Regions from separate parts of the Anas platyrhynchos genome. Here region 1 is linked to region 2. The links are chromatin contacts, called in public Hi-C maps. All regions are on one chromosome and are shown on one strand. Each heading gives the region's core, a stretch centred on a gene start, on an enhancer-like site or on the middle of the called end of the contact. The rest is flanking DNA. Distances are from core to core; before and after follow the strand shown.

Evidence for each region. A called contact is a pair of places that touch in the nucleus more often than the background predicts.
Region 1: a Hi-C map of liver shows a contact between it and region 2, with 2.2 times the contacts expected there. The contact joins the enhancer-like site here to the promoter of CPQ in region 2. A contact is called at or near these places in 2 of 8 Hi-C or Micro-C datasets (liver and skeletal muscle).

What each region holds. Positions count from the first base shown.
Region 1 is chr2:23,569,875-23,574,062 of IASCAAS_PekinDuck_T2T, reverse strand. No RefSeq gene overlaps it. Among named protein-coding and RNA genes, the nearest start is that of PTDSS1, 31 kb to the left of the region's middle. Within about 2 kb of position 1,497, at least 2 of the 8 cell types and tissues checked have an H3K27ac peak or open chromatin away from gene starts, as enhancers often do.
Region 2 is chr2:23,449,747-23,454,157 of IASCAAS_PekinDuck_T2T, reverse strand. CPQ (carboxypeptidase Q) reads left to right here and starts at 1,560. Exons shown (of 8, transcript XM_027452499.3): 1 at 1,560-1,718.

The DNA of each region.
Region 1 (4,188 bases), core at 248-2,747, 120 kb before region 2:
ACTGGATAAAATGAATTTTGGACAAACGCACCCCAAATCATTCAATTTAACATGGTCGGGGGTGGGGAGGCAGGTCAGGATTTGAGGACACATTCTTAAGAAAACAGGACTAGAAATCCAAGAAGACTTCATCCAGTAGGCTCCAAGCCCAAGGACAGCATGACTGCTGGTGTTTGCACAAGGAGCTTCATGCACCTGCACCCCTCTGAAGCCAGCTGATGCACGGAGCAAGGTTTGAGAGGTAAGCAAGGAAGAAGTGCCCTGGCACCGTGGCAGTAGGTTGAGTACGCTTTTTATAGGTCCAGTAAACCCATCCAGGTGCTCTCTAGGTAGAGTCAGGCTGGGACTAACGAGGTCAGGTGTTACTTTGCACCAGCTCTGCCTGCTTCCAGCTCCTTTTGGAGTTGCTGCTGTGCCCTCACGCTTCTCAACCTACCTGGGTCCAGAAAGACTTACTGTGAAGGTGTGAGGATAGGCAGCTGCCAGGCTTGAAGCAGCTCCTCATGTTTTATATGGTACCAATCCAACAACCTGCCTGTATGTGAGAGTCCATGCCCCTCTAGAGTCCCATTTTGGGTCTTGAAGGAACACCAGTGCTTCCCTTACTCTGAAGGATTTCAGATCTCTTGCCTTTGACAAAGTCCAGCTGGCTGTTCTCGACAGGACACCTTGAGAAGATGCTCTACAACTCTTCTGGAGTGTGTCTTTCACCCAGCTGCTTGCTCCAGACAGCTGCAGAAAATAATTATCAACCTTCTTCATACTTGAAAGAAGAGTCCAAGTCTTGGTTATCTCAAACAGCTTTGGAAATGTTCGGTAGCAATTATTTTTTTCTCAGCTCCTTTCTACATCTTTATTTTGGATCCTATTTTGTGTTTCCTTCAGTTCTCAGCCCAGGATCGGTGTCTCAGGCTTGGACTTCACTTCTCTTGCAAAGGAGCACTCCTGCCGTCCTCAACAGCCTAAATAGTATTATGATAAGGCCAAGGGAGTTTTTGCTTCAATTTGAGGGAAAAAAAAAAAAAGTCTGGGAAAGAATGTAAATTGTAAACATTGAATTCCTATAATCAGCAACAACGTAAGTGCCAGACTATACTAAGCATACACATGGATTTAATTTTCATTTTTTCATGGATCTCGGCTTGCAGATGATCGCGAAATAACTGGATGGCTCATTTAATGCGTTCTGGAGTAGGGGAATTTACAGCAGTAGCGTTCCTATGGACGTCATCCAGAGTATGTTCTGCAATTGTTGTGCCCTCCAATTCAGTAATTCGGTGGGTTTTGCTTAAAAAAATGCATAAAATGCTCGTGTGTATGTGTATATGTATCTACCAGGTGAGCCATCTCAGCAAAATGCTCAGGGCCTGACTGAGTGTAGCCTCTGTGACAGTGACTGCTGTGTGTGGGGATGCTCAAAGGGATCCAAGCCTGCCTGTGTGCAGTGTCCAGGAGGGTGGACATGAATCCGAGCTGCAGCCTCTAGGTGTTGCTGTAACACAAACGCAGGGACCTGGATTTTCAAACCTCGCTTCTAATTTTGGGCTGCCAGCTTTAGCCACCCTGGCTCAGTTTTAAAGGCTTCGTAACCCCCGTTGGCTTTAATTACATGTGCCATACAAGCAGGCCTGCAAAGTGCCCGTGTTGTCAGACTTGCTGCAGAACAACCAAAGCAAAATAAAATCAAATGAGTAGCTTTGGGGAGGCTTTTAATTAAAACCTGAAATGATAGCTCTGGTCCTTGGAGAATAAGCGAGAGAAAGACTTCTATTTTGGTTGCTACCAAGCGCACAGCCTACCAATTTGTTGCCCAAGCACCTTCCCTGCTTGCAGGGAGCTCTGCTCTCTGCAGATCTTTGGGCTGAAGCCCTGGGCAGGGTTCTTGTGGCTCTCCTCCTCTGACCACTGCCCTTTGTGCAGGGCATCGGGGTGGGACAGGGTGACCGCTGTTGGGAGGGGTGGGTTGGTTTCTGCACCAGGCTCGCCTCCGTTTCAGCCGGGTGCAGTGAAGCTCTGAGCTTGTCTGCTTGCTCGGGTGAGCCCGTCCCTCCTCCCTGCAGCCTGGTTTGGGGAAGGGAAGGTGCTGTGCGGATCAATATTGCCTCGTGTCTTTATGCAGCTCAGAATCGGAAGAGTTCAGTGGATGCTCAGGACTTCATGCCATCCCCAAAGAGTTTCCATTTTTCCAATAAGAGCCAGCTGTCACCGAACATTTATTTTAAAGGGTTGGAAAATCCTTTCAGTCCCAAACCTCAATGGGGCACCTGACTTGTACCATTTACCATGACATCTATCTGTCAGCTTTGAGATGTTCCTACTGACCTAGAGAAAAAGAAGTCTAGATCGTTTAACTTGCCCGTGGGAGCTGGGGGAAGAAATTACAGCCCTCATTCCTTGTGGGATGACACACGATGTCCTTGCTTTTCTGAATCTTTGCTCTACAGGGTCACCACCAGTAGAAACCTGTGGTGGTTTTGTTGTAGCCTGTCTGCAGTACTTGCTTTCACAAAGCTCTCAATGGACAGGAAAAAGAACACAGAAAAATGCCACTAAAGGGAACATTTCCATTAATTAAATAAATGATCTGGAAGAAAACTAGGACCTTTTATTGAATTAGCAGAGACGTTTAGGGTTGGTGCTGTTTTTTTCCCCCCCCCTCTGTGCTGTACAAGCAGCAGGTATTGCAAAATGGTGCTTGGAGCTCATTGAACATTCGTGGCCCTGCCCCTCAGCAGACTTTGCTGTACTTGGATCACAAATCTGGGTCTGCATGTTCCATCTGCCCACGTTTCAAGGGCCTTTGGAAGAGTGGCACAGGGATCGGGGCAGAGAAACCAGTTGCATTAGACCTGAAATGCGATTTCCTGGCGATCTTCTCTAAACAACCCAAAACATCTCAGGCTGAAGCCTTCCCCTTGTTGTCTCCAGGTCCAGGAGCTGGTGTCATTCACTGGGGCCCATTGCTTTCCACAGCGGTAACGTCATTGCCACTAACGACCTTTCAGGCTGTTTTTTGTTTTGTTTTTTTTTTCCCCCTCGCATCACTCCAATGTCAAAGGAATGTCTCTGAAACAATGCATAGGACATTGCAACACTGGCGGGGGTGGGCAGTGAGTTCATGTCGAAGATCAGAAATGGGGACAAAGGGTAAGTGACTTGTCCATGTTTCCTCAGGAAGCTGAAGACATAGATTAGAGTAAGATCCCAGATTTTCAGTTCCCAGGCTGTAACCACAAAATTATCATGGGACTTGCTAAAAAAAAGAAGTGCTTCTGTAGTAAATCGAAAAATGTTATCCACATTTCTTAATCCCTACAAATGAAAACACACTGTACTACACAAAAAAAAAAAAAAAAAAGAAACAGAAGTGAGGTGACACCACCCCCATTTCTATTCTGGTCTTTGTTTTTATTTAGCTGGGTTACTTCCATGTACTTACCTTTTCCAATGAGCTTTCATGACCAATACCTCAGCTGTTGATTTAAAACTAGTGTTTACTAAGGTGGGTGAACACATGTAGGGCAAAGTGGATCTCCAGAGTGCAGATTTTAGAAGGAGCACACACATTTCTCTTTCTGGCTGCTCTGTGATTTGTGCTTCAGCTGTGCAAAGGCATGTTGGAGCGCCATGGTTCCTACCAGACCTAGCAGCTCCGTGCTTTTCTCCTTGAAAACACCTACTTTGAAAACGCCTAACACATCTGGCCTTCCAAGCAATGGAAGAGGCGGGCAGTTTGTGTTCTTCACAGCTCACCCATCCAAGCGGTGTTGGGTGAATCAGGGATGCTGAAGGGACATCAGCCAGGGGCTGGGAATGAGCTTCTCCTGCTGGTTTTGAATTGCAGCCAGTTTCAAAGGGAAATCGTAGCCCTTTGGAAGGCTAATGCCCATTTTTAGCCCCCCACACACATAAAAAAATAAATAAATAAAATAAAAAATGCAGCTGGAGCTGTTCCAAAATAAATAACACACAAACAGGGGTTTGGTCTCATGGGCTCCTTGCTGCTTGTTGGGGCACACGCAGGTGCTGGACCTGCTCTGGCTGCAGAGCCAGCCCCTGCCCCATCTGCCCTGAGGTGTGAGATTATTTCAGGCCTTTGTGAGATATTTGTGAGATTATTTCAGGCCTTTTGCTCCTCTCAGGTGGTGATTTGTCACAAGACCACGATCACTTTTGTCTCTCAGCTCA
Region 2 (4,411 bases), core at 311-2,810:
GAAGTTGTGGTGGCAGCTCCCAGCCTCTGAGGACGGGTGGGATATTTTCTTGCAGGACTTAGAGCAACTCATTTATAACTACTCATTCACTGTGTATAATCTCTTTACAAAGTCCCTGACACTGATGCTTACAGCCTGTAAGGCAGGGTATGTAAAGAATATACAGAATCCACAGGGAAGAGACAGAAGGACAGGCAGATCTCTAATAACAATTTATATGTGTAACAGTTTCCTTTAAACAGTTATTTTGCCACCCTCAGTGGAGCAGGACTCTCAAGGACTGTGGCAGTTTGAGTGGAACAGATTACTGCATCCCACTGGAGCGCTCTGTGATCTATGTAGAAGAGGACATAGCCATTGTAGCAAAAAAAAAAAATAAATATTATCTAGATTGTCCACTGAAAAACACAAGTGAAGAAATACAAGTGACTCACCTCAAATAAATGGGTGGAAGAGACAAGCTAGCAGGGACAGCCATTTCTTACAATAATGTCTCCTCCAAATCCCCCAGTAAGGTGCACACTGGTGAAACTTCCTAGTATTACAGCCTTTTCACATAGGGAGAAAATTTATGAATACTAGAACTCCGTGTTGAACATTAGAGGGAAATTCTTCACCATCTTCCTGCTAAAGCAGCTTTCTGGAAACATACCAAGGGCTTTGATCCTAAAAACACTTACCTGTAAGCACTTGGGTAGTCCCATTGACTTAAATGGAACTAATCAAGTGCTTAAATTCAAGTGTTTGCAGATTAAGACTTATGTTTGAATTTTAAGATCTTATCTACAGAAGAAATTGCACCCATTTACTTAAGTGTTTTCATAAACACACCTTTATTTAAATGAATGCAATGTTACTCGTGGATGAGGCCCTAACGTGAAGAGTGGTGGCCCTATATCAGTTCACAGCAGCATAAAGACATGTGGCAGCTCTCAGCGCTGGAAGCCATCAGCAGGCGACGTGCTCCTGTTATGCTCCCAAATACCCACCAAGAAGGCAGTTGCCACCGCGTAGGAGGTGTGAAAGCCTTGTCCCTTTGCCATACACCCTCACAAAACAGGCACAATGAGCCATCCTACAGCCGTCCTGAAGCTGGTGAGGGGTCTGGAGCACAAGTCCTGTGAGGAGCAGCTAAGGGAACTGAGGGTGTTTAGTCTGGGGAAGAGGAGGCTCAGGGGAGGCTTTATTGCTCTCTGCAACTGCCTGAAAGGAAGGTGCGGGGAGCTGGGGGTCGGCCTCTTCTCTCAGAAAACTAGTTACAGGACCAGAGGGAATAGTCTCATATTGCACCAGGGGAGGTTCAGGTTGGAAATGAGGAGACATTTCTGTCAGAAGGAGAAGTCAGGCACTGGGACGGGTTGCCCAGGGAGGTGGTGGAGTCCCTGTCCCTGGGGGTGTTGAAGGAGAGGTTGGACGTGGTGCTTGGGGACACGGGTCAGTGGTGACATTGGTGGCAGGGGGATGGTTGCACCAGGTGATCTCGGAGGGCTTTTCCAACCCTCATGCTTCTATGATACAGACCCGCAGACCCGCACAGCAGGGTAAATACCGCGTTGGGCTCAGCAGGAAACTTCTGAAGCTGCAGGCACGGGGAATTTCTGGACCCGAGCGGGTTCCTCCCCGACGCCCTGCCCGACCCCGTCCCCGTCCCCCGCCCCGCAGCCGCTCCTCCTCCTCCGCCCCCTGCGGCCCCAGCCGGCCCGGCGTGCTCAGGGAAGGTGCGTGTCCGCTCCCCTCCTTCTCCTCCTCTTCCTCCTCCTCCTCCTCTTCGCAGGGAGCCGGGCGGGGCGGGGGTTCGTGGGACAACCCTCGGGGAAGCTGCCCGGGCACCCCCAGCGCTCTGTGGGAGCCGCCATCTTGTCCCGCAGCCCGCTCCCCCCCGACATGGCGCCCTTGGGTGCTGCCCTGGCGGGCCGGGGGGCGGTGGGGCGGAGGGGGCAGCCGTCAGCTCTACCTCCACACACACAGCCAGAAACACGTCCCTCCCGCCTCCTTCCTCTCAAAGGAAATTAAAAAATAAATATATATGTATATATATCGACGCCAAGATGCAGCTGGTAGTACACACGTGGTCAGCGCCCCTGCAAAGAGCCGGGCACGGTGCTGCCCCCACAGCAGTGCCGCTGGAAAGGAGGGCGTAAATTAGATGTTATGTGTCGTGGCACATCACAGCCGAGAAGTGCAAAGTGGTTTTCGTGCTTCTGAGCAGGAAGCGTCAGTAACTAGTGCCGTTCAGGTTTGTTTTGACAGGGGTTTAGTTTTCAAAGACCACCTTTCCCAAGTTGATGCAAAAGAGGAATATATAGAAGGAGGGAGGCAGTTTTGCATAAGTATATACGATTTTATGTACGTATATACATATTTTATGGGGCTACTACATATATGAAAGAAAAGTGAGATGTAAAAACCTGTCAATTCTGCAAGCTGAATCAGATTTTTCTAAGGAGCTATTAGATATGGAGCAGCCTTCTGAATCTCATGGCTGTGTCTGACAAGCTGCAAGTCTTATTTCGAGTACTACAGAAGAGACAGTACAAAATACAAGCACCGGATTTGTGTTTGATTGTTGATTACCTGCTTTTGCCTCCAAGCTGCAGAATTCATGGGTCCTGACTTTCCAGGTGCTGAATGAGCACCCCAAAGGCCTGTTTGTCCAGCACCTGGAATCCCTATTTTTGCGTGTTTTTTTTTTTTTTTTAGGCCTTAGTTTTAAAAAAATCCGTCTGTCTGGTTTTCATTCAGTTCAAAATTAGATTAATTTTTACTGTTTCTGGAAACTATTCCACATCTGCTCTCCTTTTTATATCAAAACACTGCGAGAGTGCATTAATCTGTCGATGAAAGGGGCGTGCGTGGGTGTTTTCTCTTCTAAAGCAATCTTTGGTAGGACTGTAGAACAGATTCCCTGTGAGGGAATTGGAAGGACTGCTTACGTCTATGTCTTTATCTAGAATGTATCTTTCTGTCTTAGCTGGAGACATTTGTAAGATTTGATCTGTGATGACAAAGGTTGGCCTTGATTTTGCTTTGGTTATTTGTCTGCAAGGACGAAGCCGTGCTCATGCTTACCTACTATCACTTCTTAAAAACACATCTTCTAGCCTTGTGTGGTGTTTTTTTTCTGTTAGATTATTATTTTGAATAAAACCTACAATGCTTCTGTCCCCAAGGAAACCCTGCTAAACCTACCATATCAGTGAGAGTTTGTAAGTCTCTTGTTTTCTTGTAAATTTTGACTCATTTCTTCAGACATATCCACTCTATCTTAATAGCACCTATGAGTTGTGCCTTGCTGTCGGTGTTGCTTTACCCAAACTTGAGTCTTTTTGATGTAGTTTGTAGAGATAAACTTGGATGAGAGCTGCTGCAGCTTTACAGATCCATACTAAGCCTTTGTCTTACCTGATCTTGTTTCTTGGTGTTTAAAATATATATAATTCTTCTGAACAGCAGAACAATATGATACTAAATCAGATAAGAGCAGATTGCAAATCTGGGCTGAGGAAGAACAACCTGGCATTGACCCGTGTTGGGAGACATCTGTCAGTAAAAGCTCATATAAATTCGTATTTGTTTTATAACATGGTTTTGCAAATGCCTGCATGTCTTTAACACCAAATCGGGAAAGGAAGCAACTTAATCTCTCATTGTTGATATAATTGCACAAACTCATAATGCTCACAGGATTCATTTTTCTGTGCCTGCCGTAGCATATAAACTTTCTTGTTTTAAGCGTGAAAACTTTGTCATGTCATTTCTTCCTGCCTTTCCAGTTGTGGGAGGATGAAGATGAAGGATGGCAGTACATCTAAGAGATAGCAGCTGCAGGGGTGAAATATTTTGCTTAAAAAAGTACTTTGTGCGTAGAAATGTACAAAACGATTACAATCTTGAAGCTCTACAGTTCTTTCTGTTCTGTCTCGACAGGAAATATTATCTGTCAAAAACTGCATTGCAGCAATCTTTCACGTTTTTGTTACCAAATGTCTACAACAATCTCAAAGCACTGAAATAAATGTAAGCTCTTTCTTCATTTGACCCCCAGTCACTTACATTTTTCACTCTGATGGCAAGAGTGAATTTTTAGCTCTGATTTGTAATCTCCTAAATGCCAATTTCTCGATTAAGTCAGAATTTGAGGCAGAATCTGTGGAGAATGTCCCACTCCTTTTTGTTTCGGTTTTACAATAGAAGACAAAACTGCATGTCAGCTTGAGAAAAATGTTAATCTTGTTAGCCTCCAGTTTTAAAAATGATGCTTTGGGTACCTTGGTTTTAAAAGAGGCATGAGTTATTCTTGAGACAGAGAGAATGGACCAGTATTTTTGTTGTTGTGGTGTTCTTTTGTTTTTAACAGAGAGCATTGAGACATTTGGATTTCTTAATTCTCATTTGGATTTCTTATTTCTGT